Linked DNA regions of Zea mays: region 2 is linked to region 1. Evidence: chromatin contacts called from public Hi-C data. All regions are on one chromosome and are shown on one strand. The core of a region is the stretch at or near the end of the contact, and the rest is flanking DNA. Distances in the headings are between cores, read along the strand shown.

Region 1 (5,970 bases), core at 1,702-4,201:
CATGGAGAGCCCCGAGCAGAGGCTCCGCATCGCGTCGGGCGCCTGGTCGTAGAAGAACTCCATCTGGCCTATGAACGTGAACACCTCCGACGCACCCACCACCACGTACTGCGGCACCTGCCAGAAGATGGACAGCGGCAGGTACTCGCCGTCCCCGCCGGCGCCCGTGTTGGTGTCGTACATGTCGTGGCGCGCGATGACGCGGCGCCGCGCCACCTCCAGCGCCCCCGCGGCGAGCATGGCGGCGGTGAGCACGACGAGGCCCACGCCCATGCGCGCCAGCTGCGTGAACCCGCGGTCGTGGCCCGTGGCGCGCCGCGCCAGTGGGACCACCAGGCGGTCGTAGAGCGGCACCCACAGCATGACGCTGAGCGTGTCGAAGACGGAGAGCACGGCGGCGGGCACGCGGAAGCCGCCCACGTACGGGTCCAGCGTGTCGCCCTGCAGGACGAAGGTGGTGGTCATCTGCGTGTACGCCGCCGCGAACACGATCCCGCTCGCCCACACCGGCAGCAGCCGGAGCACGCACTTGAGCTCCTCCACCTGCGTCACCGTGCACAGACGCCACGCGCTCGCCGGACGCGACTTGTCGTCCGATGGCTCCACCGACGCTGCCTTGTCCAGGAACCTGCAGCGATCAGTTATAGTAGTTTTTAGTTGCGTCAGAAACATATTCTATATGTTAGCCACGTCATCCGCCGGGAAGCAAAGCAAATCAGCAATAACAGTGCGAGTTCTGGAAAACATTTAAAGCGAAACGATGTTTGCTCGTGTTGGGGTTTGCTCATTTGTTGGGTCCCTTTCAGATGCAACCAGCGTACCTACGTCCAAGATATATTTGAATGGAATCTGCAAACGGATCTTGCGAACTTCTAAAAAAATCATAACTGAGCCCTGGATGATTGGATGGATGGGTTCCACCATAGGCCATAGCGAAGTCACGACATTTAGATTTTTTTCATTTATATCTTAGTCCAGATCAGTTAAAGAATTACCATTACTTTACATAGGATTTGTAGCCTGGTTTTTGAATTTTACAGTAATAAAAAAATTGGGCTTGATGTTCCTTTTTGTCAGTATGGGTAAAATAATAATCTGAACTATATATCTCAGAGTGTTTGGATGCTGCAAGCTTCTAAAACGTATATAGCTGGATATCGAGGTATCGACGAATAATTCAAGATTCCGCACGAAAATCTTATAGCCGGAAATTTATTAACGATTAACCATGAAACGACATACTCCTGCAAACCTGCGATGCGACGCGTTGCTACTGACCTGAACTGATCGGTGTGCGCGAGCCGGCGGCTCCCCTGTATCGCGGACATGCCGCCGACGTCCTCGCACTCGTGCAGCGTGGACGCGTCTTCCGGCACCTGGACGCCGCACTTCCTGCACGCGGCGACGACGACCTGCGCGACCCTGGTGAGCGGGCTGCCTGCCGGCGGCTGGTGGCGGCGGTACGTGGCGGTGCCGGCCAGGAACGCCGCGACGGCCAGCGCGCTGAAGAGCGCCGGGATGCCGTACCCGAGCCCCCAGCTGACGCTGGACTGCACCCACACCAGCACGGTGCCGCCGACCAGCGAGCCGACGTTGATGGAGAGGTAGAACCAGTTGAAGAAGGAGCTCTGGCGCCCGCGCTCCTCCTCGTCGAACTGGTCGGCGCCGAACGACGACAGCACCGGCTGCAGCGCCCCGCCCAGCGCCAGCAGGTACAGCCCCGCGTAGAAGGCCGCGCTCTCCAGCGCCGCCGCCGCGCTCACCGTGAGCACCACGTAGGCCTGCGCGTACGCACGAGCGTGCCGGAAACAAAAACAAGAGAACGAATTGAACGACGACGAAGACAGGGGTGACTGACTGGTGAGTGAAGTGAGCTTGGTTTGCAGCAGCTCTGCGTCCACGCGTGCACGTGTGACGGTGGTGGTGGTGGGCGACGAATCGAACGACGGCGTACGGTACGTACCAGGACGGAGATGACCAGGAAGAGCGCGATGGTCCAGTATCTGCCGAGGAAGGCGTCGGCGAGGAAGGCGGCGACGAGCGGCGTGATGGCGCTCGTGCCCATCCAGTTGGTGACGCCGTTCGCGGCGGCTTTGCTGCCCTGGTGCAGGCGGTCCTTGAGGTAGTTCACCAGGTTCGTCGACACGGCGAAGTAGGCGATGAACTGGAAGCAGTTACTCGCTGGTGTGATGTCCGGCCGAGTCCCGCCATCGCCGCCATGAATGCATGTACGGGTGCATGCAGTGCAGAGGCCACAGCCAGACGGTTTGAGGGCGAGCGAGGCCATATATAAAGCTACGAACAGATGTGTATGTGAGACATGCCATTATTACCCAGGATGAAGACGCAGGCCCAGGAGATGCCGCGATCCCTCTTGGGCGTCCGGCGCCCGGCGCCTCCGTGCGACTCCACGGCCTCCATCTCCATGGTTCCAGCAGCAGCAGCAGCTGTGGCTCAGGAGACACCGAAAATCTTCGACAGGTGACGACCAGTACGACTCTCTCTCTCTCTCTCTGACTCTGACCATGGCGAATTCCGTGACCATGGAACCATTTTGCAGGAAGCAGATTTCAGAAACAGAATCGTCAGAGGTGAGAAGACAAGGAAGGAATCGATGAAATATTGTGTTTCGGTCGTGTACTGCAAACTATTGTTCGTTCACACATATATTTTGAAGAAAAAAAAACTGATGTAAACGGAACGGACCTTTGGCTTGGGCTAATCGAGAACGGGGCCTTGTCTTCCACCGTACGTTACGTTCTTGATATCTCAGCAGCACACAGTGCAGCTCTTATCCACGGATATTTAGTTCTGCCCTGGTTGCCAACGAAATGACTGGCTGCTGGCAGCTGCAACTTGAGAGTGAGACACGGAGACCGAGACCGGTACAATCTATCACGCAATGGTCTTTGGTGAGCGAGCGGCGAGCAACAGCAGGTTTGTTTATAGCAGCAGCGCCAGCGCGGGAACTGTGAGCTGATAGCAATATGCTGCTAGCCTTTGAAGATGTGCGCTCTCGTGCAGACGGTGCAGTGCCTGATGCTTCCACGCTCTGGTGTCACAGTACACACAGAGAGAGAGACAGACAGAATGCCGTGCCTTCACACAGGACAGGAGGCCAGGACAAACCACTGCAAGTGGGCCGCCGGCACGGGCACGACTGGTGCTTTGGATATGCAGTAAGCAGTATACCCCCTCCGCAGCAGCTCCGTGGAAACACGCGTTTATTATACACTGCTCTTGTGCATGTGTGCCTCTCACGTACGGCAAACTCTCTCTCGTTCTCCGGTCATGTATTTTTGTGGCTTTGTCATTGGGATGGCGTGATCTACTGACACTGATACAGTGCAGCCAATGATTTGGTTGGGATCGTGCGCTAGTGCTGCCGAGTTTCGACGATGGTGGCACTGGCAGAGCTCGTTATCAGATAGATTTCTATATTCTCATTTATCAGTGCCCACTAGCGTGCTGTTTGGTACTTTGGTTCCGCAACCGGTAGTGGTTGGGAATGGAACTTATTGCACCTGTATCCTTTACTGTGAATGGTTACCGGTCTATGTTTGGTTGCAGCGTGGGTTCAAAAAGACGGATCGGAGTTGGCTAACAGTAACGGATCGGAGCATGCCACCAGGTCGACGAGGCAGCCGGCAGGGCCGTAGGGGGATGTTCACGGCGGCCAATCGCGCCTCGCCGGCGCGCCATGCGTTCGGTTCACGGAATTTGAGGAGATGGGACGTCGACCGCCGTGGATATGGAGACAGTGTCAGATATGCTTGTTTTTCTTGGCGACTATTCATCATGGTGCGTGCGGAAAACGGCGACCAGTAATTTTGGCTTTACTGGACGCGTCGCGTCCCATCCGTCGTAGTCGTCACCGCCAACACCGTTTAGGCGACCCTTTGCTCCTAGTTATAAAAAATGTTGTTTACACTATAAATAACATTATTTATTAATAAAGTTTAAAATAATAGATGAGACAGGAGATAAGACAGCTGTGAAATATATCCTAAAAAGGCTGTTCAGTTGTTTTGTCTCTCTATTTCATGAGGCATTGCTAGGGCTACACTAGTCTACTATAGGCCCGGCCATCAGTAGCAGACCCAGCTGCTATGCTTAGGGTGTATCAAGAAAATATCATAAAAAAGATATCAACAAGACTCGAACATTGACTGCCAAGTTCAAAAGATAGTACTTACACCACTATGCTAATTAATATTATATGATCTTAGGATGTCGTGGCCTATATAGACCACCCACTGGGTCCGCCCCTGCCAGACATAGGGGTATGCGGCTGGTGCCCTTGTACATGTCCCCAAGATATTTCCTACGCGGCAGATGTCTAGAAGCGAATAGATCAATTTACAGTTCGCAAGATCATAACTTTATTTACTAGCCCACAGGTGTCTTTTTGTCTGATAGCCAATATAAGTTATTTATTAATTTTTTATTCACCTATTCTGTTAGTATATATTTTAGGCCTCCTTTGGAATGCAAGAATTTTAGAGAAATTATACAAGGATTCATAAAAATCAGTTCACTTTCACAGTAAAAATGCAGGAAACAAAAAAAATTCCGCAATCCAAAAAGGGCCTTTAATAAGTATAGTAGTTTGATTATTCTTTTCATCTGGTTTGTGCATGTTTATTAGTTTACTAGACATCTGGTGTTTCAAGATCCAACTATCAACATCATGTCTTCAACTGAGCAATCTAGAAAATATAAATCTACTTATGAAAAGCGTGAGAAAAACAGAGAATAAAAGATCTAACTTAGGGTAAGAAGTGAGCTATAGACAGATTTATTATAAAAAATCACAACCATCTACTCCCTCCGTCCCACGATATAAGGCGTAACCACCTCTGGTTCAAAGACCAAGAAATGCATTTAATTGTCTCTATACCACTGCATCGATATACGTATGCATAGAGAGAGCACGCCTTATATTGTGGGACAAGAATAAAAAATGGTTACGCCTTATATCTTGGGACGGAGGGAGTAGTAATCATTCACTTGATCAAAGCCTTGCACAGTTGCACTTGTTAGTGTCATCTAGTGTCATCTACTCCATTCGTCCCGAATTAAAACCCGTTTTACCTTTTTACTGGAGGGAGTAGAAATGTCTATGTTCATAATCATCCATATGAATATAATAATTAATGTATGTGTTCTATATATATGTCTATGTTCATAATCATCCATATGAATATTGACATAGAAATCTAGCGCTATAACGACTAGCATTTTGGAACGGAGGGAGTGTAGAAATTTTGCTAAGATTTGTTATCCCTTGTGCTAAATTTGCTTTGGCCCATCATTTGGTGCAGATAGCACATGAAAGGAGATGAAAAAGAGAGAGTACGAGGAGCTGCTGCTCGATCTTGGGCCAAAATTTTCGGCCCTGGCAGCAGCTTGTTTTGCTGAGCAAGCCCCCCCTGTTGTTGCTTAGGACTAGCGCAACCAGAATTTTCTGCGAGCTTGTAGGCCACGATGAATGTTCGATTTCTGACTGGCCCAACCAGAGGTGTTGTCTCTAGCTGCGATGCTTTACTTAAGGGGTGTTTGGTTTCTAGGGACTAATTTTTAGTCCCTCAATTTTATTTCATTTTAGTCCCTAATTTACTAAATATAGAAACTAAAACTTTATTTTAGTTTCCTTATTTAACAATTTATGAACTAAAATGGAATAAAGTGGAGGGACTAATGTTTAGTCCCTATAAACCAAACATCCACTTAGTAACTAAAAACATTGACTGACGTGGATCGTGTAAACTACTGGCTACAGGGTTAAAACGCAAACTGCTGACTGTTAGGCTGGCTCGGCGGTGTGGATCTGATGATGTTTGCACTTGTGAAACAAAAGCGTTGGAGGCAGGGCACCACTGATGCTTGCTCCAGGTCATTATTCTGTTGCGTGACAGTCATGTTCATGATGCAAATACCATGATGGGTAGAAACGACACAGTTCTCAAG
Region 2 (5,970 bases), core at 1,458-3,957, 180 kb after region 1:
AACTATATTTGGCCCATGCAGGTCTCGAACCTGCGACCTTCGCGTTATTAGCACGACGCTCTAACCAACTGAGCTAATAGGCCATTTGATAATCTGTTTCTATAAACAAATTAAATACTAATACGTGACCAATGCACATGGCTATCGAGCGACTCTGCCCGGTGAGTTGCTTCTTCACGTAGCACTGATCAACTATGCGAGGCAAATGCCAAATAATGCTACAACCACTACCTGCATCTGAGGTATGAGTAAGTTCAAATCTCAGAAATTCTACGGCTGTAATTGCACGGCAGTATAGTTCCTGCGTTACGAAATTGAAGAAAGCCTTCGCAGTACAGCAGGTCAGCAGCAGGATTATGTGGGCTCTTTACGAAATTGAAGCCGGAGAAGACATATTATTTCATCGCAGAGGTGACGAGTCAAATCAGAAATACTACTACATGATATACCATCATAAAGTAACAGTACCAGCACAACTGTTTTAACTGGAACCTCAGAACTGTTACTATCTATAGGAACCTACATCCGAGTTTCAACCAAGAGAGCTGGTCAGGAAGTCGAGCACGCATAGGTTCAGCTCCTGAAATTCTGTTTCAGAAAGAGCTGCTTCAACCAAAAACCTGCATATGTTTGCTTCAGAGGCCTCCTCGTAGTCCTTCCTCCGCTTCAGTACCAGATGGCCACTGAGCTCCCAGATTGCTGGATTGATTCTCATGTCCAGGAACTCTTGGCTCGCCTTTCCGAGGAGCTGCTTCTCCGCATAGCACTGGCCAATCGATTTTGGTGGAGATAAACATCAACACATTACTGAAGGACGTGTTGTGAACATTTGTTTCAGAGCTTATACACAACTGAGGTCGCATGGGAATACCTGTGGTAGAAGGAAAATTCTCTTGCCAGATTCAGAGATGAGGACATTGAAAGGTCTGTTGTTCTCTTGCAGGAAGATGCAGACTTTGGAGACCACATCTGACAAATCTTCCAGGCTCGCACCACCTTCGAACACAAAGCCATTGACTGGGTAATCCACCAGGTGAAAAATGCTCACGCTATTCCCTAGGGTCTTGAGCTTCTCCGTGATTGCCTTTTCAACTGGATACTGTACTTTCAGGTAGTATGCCTAGTGAACGAAATATATGACTTACTTTGAGGATTGCAATATACAGACAGTTGTCAATTGCCATGCTGCAACCAGAAGTATATGACATCGAGACATTCTAAATACTAACCTGGAAGTGAAGGTGGTTGATAGTTGCAAAGCCGCCCAGGCTGTTATAACCAACTCTGAAGAAGGGAGTCCTTGCTTCTCTTGCAACATACATGGCTATTAAGAAGCTCTCTTGATCAATCCTTTGCGGCAAACAGTCCTGGATCTTGGGAGTCAATAGCACATGGCAGTAGCCAATTGGGCTCACCTATGACACGGAAGATGACAAAAATGTTAATCAAATCATGCCGTATATCTATCAGTACAGTGTTAAGTATTTTTTTTTTTGGGGGGGAGGGGGCACTGACATTAATCAAGATGGCACTAGAAGAAGCTGAAACAGTATCAGGAACACCATCAAAATATTGTGCAGAATCTTTCTCAGTGTCATTGAATCTAAAGATCACCTCCAACGGGCTGACTTTTGTGAAATTGAACTTCTCACTAACAAATGGCTGGAGAACTTGGTTCATTGTGAACTCAGTTGGCCGCTTCTTTTGGTCACGTCCTTCAATTAATGTTGCCACAAAATTATGTACTCCAGGTAGCACCTATGGCATGATCATGCAAAATTAAGCGAGAAATGAAATCAACAAAAGACACCTGGCCATGGCCAGTTAACAGGAGAGAATCAGATCTTGAAAAAAAAAACCTTTGTTTCACAGGAACTGATGTCATGGTGAAACAAGCCCCTTGTCTTGCGATCATCCCACTGCAATGACCGTTCATGTTTATACTTCAACTAGCATTTCTTTCGATACAAATCATAATTGTAATGCAGAAATGATGTGTCTAAGACATGTAAAAGTTACAAACCTCATTAAAAAGTTTGAGTAGAAAAGGAGACAAATTTGAACCTTCGTGCTCTGTCAGGTCAAAGCTAGTGCCATCCATGGTTAGTTTTGTTGCAGCTGAAAGCATTGCCAAAATAAATATACAGGAATCAGACAGCGCCTGCAACATATGAGTTTGTGTTAGCTAAGTTCCATACAGCTCATTACTAGCATTGCGTTCAATACAAGGTCGCTATGAACGAGCATCACTTAAGAAAATGCCCAGTTGTTCATATGGAAGTGTGTAACAGTAATCCGAAAAAATAAGAAGAAAAATGTAGAAAACAGATGCATGAAGTAGACGGATCATTTCACATTTTCGACCACCAGTTTTTCTACACCACATGTTCAACTGATCCATGTGTGCTGTCTTTCCCTGACCACAAGCACAAAGACTAATGCCGGAGTTACCTAAGAAACGCCGCCGGGAGGTTCGGTTTCGGCGAGCTCTCGAAGGCGCGGGAGAAGGAGCAAACAGCGATGGAATGGGTTGGGCTAGAAGAGAAGTGACTGACATAGGATTGCCCAACTTTTATTGCGGAGGACGAAGGTTGAAATGGCCCCCAAGGGTTGGACCTCACTCAAAGAAGGTCTTCCCCCAAATGAGCAGCTGGCTTTGGTGGTTTTGCTGAGAGATTGTAGGCGGAGAAGACGGTGGATTCACGGCAACCCCACGTGGATAAGCAACGGGAAGAGAAGGGAAAGCGCCCCGGACAGGGAAATAAACGCACCTTTCCGAGCACAAAAAACAGGCGGCAATGGCGCCCAAGGATTGGAGTCTCACTCAAAGCAGGTTCCCGAACGAGGTTTCCTACTTTCCTCTGACCTCTGAGATTTCGGTTGGATTTCGGAGCGAAGACAGCAGTAGAAACTGCAAAACTGAGATGAAATGAAAGGGATAGACGAAGATGGCAGATGGGCCACGCCACGCCGATTCAGTTAACTGATGATGGGCCATGAGAGGCTTCTGCGCCAGCCCACTGGCGATAAAAGAACCGTCAAAACAAAAAATTGGATCTCGTATACGAGGACCCACTTGCAGTCAACAAAACCATTCGTGGACCACATCCACAGACTGTGGTCATGACTCATCAGTTATTCCGAGACCCTCACAAACAGACTCTGCTCATCAGGTATTTTCGGGTCTACGGTCGGTCAATCGGAGTGTACACAGCAAGCGCCGGCCCGCGGGCGCTCTCCCGAATCCCGACACCCGGAGTTGGAGTTGGAGGAGCCCGGAGAGGCGGCGGAGCGCAGCCAAAAAAAAAAAAAAAAAACCCTGAGTCCCGCAAAACCCCTAAACCCTAGCCCCTCACCTCTCGCCTCCGCCCTCATCCGCGCGACTTGCAGCGGTTGGAGGCGAAGCCGGCTCCATGACGACCCTCCTCAGGCGCGCGTCGCTGCGGCGCGTCATTGCCGCCGCCGCCGCCTCTTCTTTTCACCCTGAGGTCCAACCCTCGCTTTCTCTTCTGTATTTAAGCTTTCTTATGGCTGGGCTGGGTTGGCGACTGGCGATTCTCGGTCGAATGCTCGATGCGTTTAGTTGAGTTTTCTACTATGCTGATTGAGAGTGAGTCCTAGTTTGGTCGCGGGAGTTTGATCGTTTGTATGCATGATCACGGTCTGTGGGGCTGATCCCTCTCGATTTCAATCTCAATTAGTGACCGGGTGAACCCTTGTAGCTCCGTGTCAACGTGTTTTATGACTTTATCCCATAACTTAATTTGTAGGTTTATCTCTTGCTTTTACCTGCTTTATTGAGCGCCGCCCGAATATCACTTTCCTATTTGGAAATGTTATTTGATCTTACTGTGTGGTAGATTTCTTTTCCTATTGTGTGAAAACAAGAACAACAACGACAACAACAAATTTTTTATTCCCAAATAAGTTGGCGTATGCTGTTAAATTTCAATAAAACCCATAAATTAGAGGTAAAATTCAATATAGACTCCTATTTAAGACTATATTTTTAGTTATACTTCATCCTTTCAAGTCTTCTTTTATTGCCTCTTTCCGTAACAACTTTTCTTTCTCTTTTCTCATTGCTATCGCGCAGTGGCCGACCAGGATTAAGTGAAGCCCTGGGCCAAATCATGGTAGGGTTGTGACAAAAGTATGCTAAAAACTAATACATGGCAAATAATGTAAAGATAGATAACTTATGGAAACCGTCGTTGTGAAGCAAAATCTTTATTCTTCTTCACCAATTGTTCCTAGTCCTGTAGTCCAGGGGTAGAACCTACTGCAGAAATGGAAAGACATATCAAATATTTGGTTAGTCCTATTCTAATCGAGAAGTCATCCATGCTTGGTTAACACGGTGTCCCCTAGGCGATGCCTAGGCGCTGACTAGGTGTCCAGGTGCCCGGACTCGCCATGGTGTGTCGCCTTGCCTGAAGCCAACACGGCGGGTGCCTGGAGAGCAAGGCGTTGTGGCGAGGATCCCTAGACATCGACTGGGGTTGTCGTGCCGAATGCCTAGGTTTAGGCAGGGTGAAACAAGCAGTAGTATTTAAGACTAAAAAGTGGGCAAACAAACCGCCATTGCCAGCCAAGGAGAAATCATTGTCGCCATTGCCAGCCAAGGAGAAATCATTGTCGCCATCATCTTCACCCCCTCCTCTGCCTCTCCTTCCCTTCCCCATCAGCTACTTCGCCTCCCCTTCCCCATCAGCTACTTCGCCTACCCTTCACCATGCTCTGCTTCACTCGGCGCACCGCCCTGCTCTGCTCTGCTCCACTGCCCTGCTCTGCTCTGCCTTTGGACTTTGTCATTCTACTACCAAGTATCTTCAGTTTCGCCTTCACTCCCTTTAGTTGCCCCACACACCTCTGAGGCCACCTTCCATGTGTAGGTTGCCATCTTCTTTCACATGTTGTTTATGTATTCTTCCTTCCAAATGCCCTCTTTGATGGTCTTTTCCTTGAAGACCTCTGCTTTCTCCCCTCCACTTTCCACTACTTTGTTCTCGCAATTTTGGCTTGTTTATCTCTATGGGCCCGCACCTAGAAATAAAAGACCGTCACCACAAGCTTATGTTGAAATACAGTTCCAGGTATCAGCTTACAATCCAAGCATGGTTGTTTATCCTCTTTTCTCATGAGGACAAAGTCAATCTTACTAGTGTTGGCCACTAATATAGGTCACTAAATGGAGGTCTCTTCCTAAAGAAAGTGTTGGCTATTAACATGTCAAAGCTACCGCAAAGTCCAAGATTCCTCTTCCTCCTGATTCCTACTACCATACTCAAAACCTTCATGAACCGCCTCAAAACTTACACTTGTTGTATCTACATGCCCATTGAGATCTCCTATGAAAAACTTCTCACTAATAGGTGTATCTCTAACCATGATTACCATGCCATCTAAGTCTTTCCAGATAAGTCTCTTAGGACTCCCATTGTGGCCTACTTGGGGGCATACATGCTAATTACGTTCAAGACCAAATCACCCACAATAAGCTTTACTAAGATAATCCTATCTCCTTGCTTTCTCACATCCACCACACCTTTCTTGAGGTTCTTATCAATCAAAACTCCTCCATTTCTATTTGCAGTTGTCCCCGTGTACCAAAGCTTAAAGCAGGTATTGTCCATTCCACCTCTTTCGCTTTTCAACCCTTCCATTTAGTCTCTTGGACGCATTAGATATTTACATGCCTCTTAGTCACTGTCTTAGCTAACTCACTTAACTTATTTGTAAGTAACCTTACATTCCAACTACTTAGACGAACCCTAGTTGGCCCGACTAGCTTTCTTACTCTTCGCACCTATCGATGATGTGAAGGCCTTGCACATTTTCACTATACCTGGACGCCAATGTAGTGCGCCACTAAGGAAGTAGCGACCTGATCCTTGCTCACTTGACTTTGTGCCTAAACCGCGACATGACGCATCACCAAGGGGGTGCCGATCTGGCCCTTGCCCGTTT

Evidence for each region. Hi-C and Micro-C count contacts between places; a contact is called where the count stands out from the background.
Region 2: a contact with region 1 is called in a Hi-C map of leaf, with 5 times the contacts expected there. The contact joins the promoter of LOC100272546 here to the promoter of LOC100281736 in region 1. A contact is called at or near these places in 2 of 25 Hi-C or Micro-C datasets (ear and leaf).

What each region holds. Positions count from the first base shown.
Region 1 is chr3:170,871,668-170,877,637 of Zm-B73-REFERENCE-NAM-5.0, forward strand. It overlaps LOC100281736 (peptide transporter PTR2), which reads right to left and starts at 2,952. Exons shown (of 5, transcript NM_001154656.2): 1 at 2,707-2,952; 2 at 2,334-2,519; 3 at 1,964-2,181; 4 at 1,279-1,781; 5 at 1-628. The coding sequence starts at 2,427.
Region 2 is chr3:171,052,000-171,057,969 of Zm-B73-REFERENCE-NAM-5.0, forward strand. LOC100272546 reads right to left here and starts at 2,708. Exons shown (of 7, transcript NM_001147014.1): 1 at 2,452-2,708; 2 at 2,024-2,161; 3 at 1,860-1,919; 4 at 1,516-1,758; 5 at 1,230-1,415; 6 at 872-1,120; 7 at 370-766. The coding sequence starts at 2,128. The coding sequence ends at 533. It overlaps LOC100384162 (putative recA DNA recombination family protein), which reads left to right and starts at 3,356. Exons shown (of 8, transcript NM_001176740.1): 1 at 3,356-3,488. The coding sequence starts at 3,414. It overlaps TRNAI-AAU (transfer RNA isoleucine (anticodon AAU)), which reads right to left and starts at 83; the gene lies at 10-83.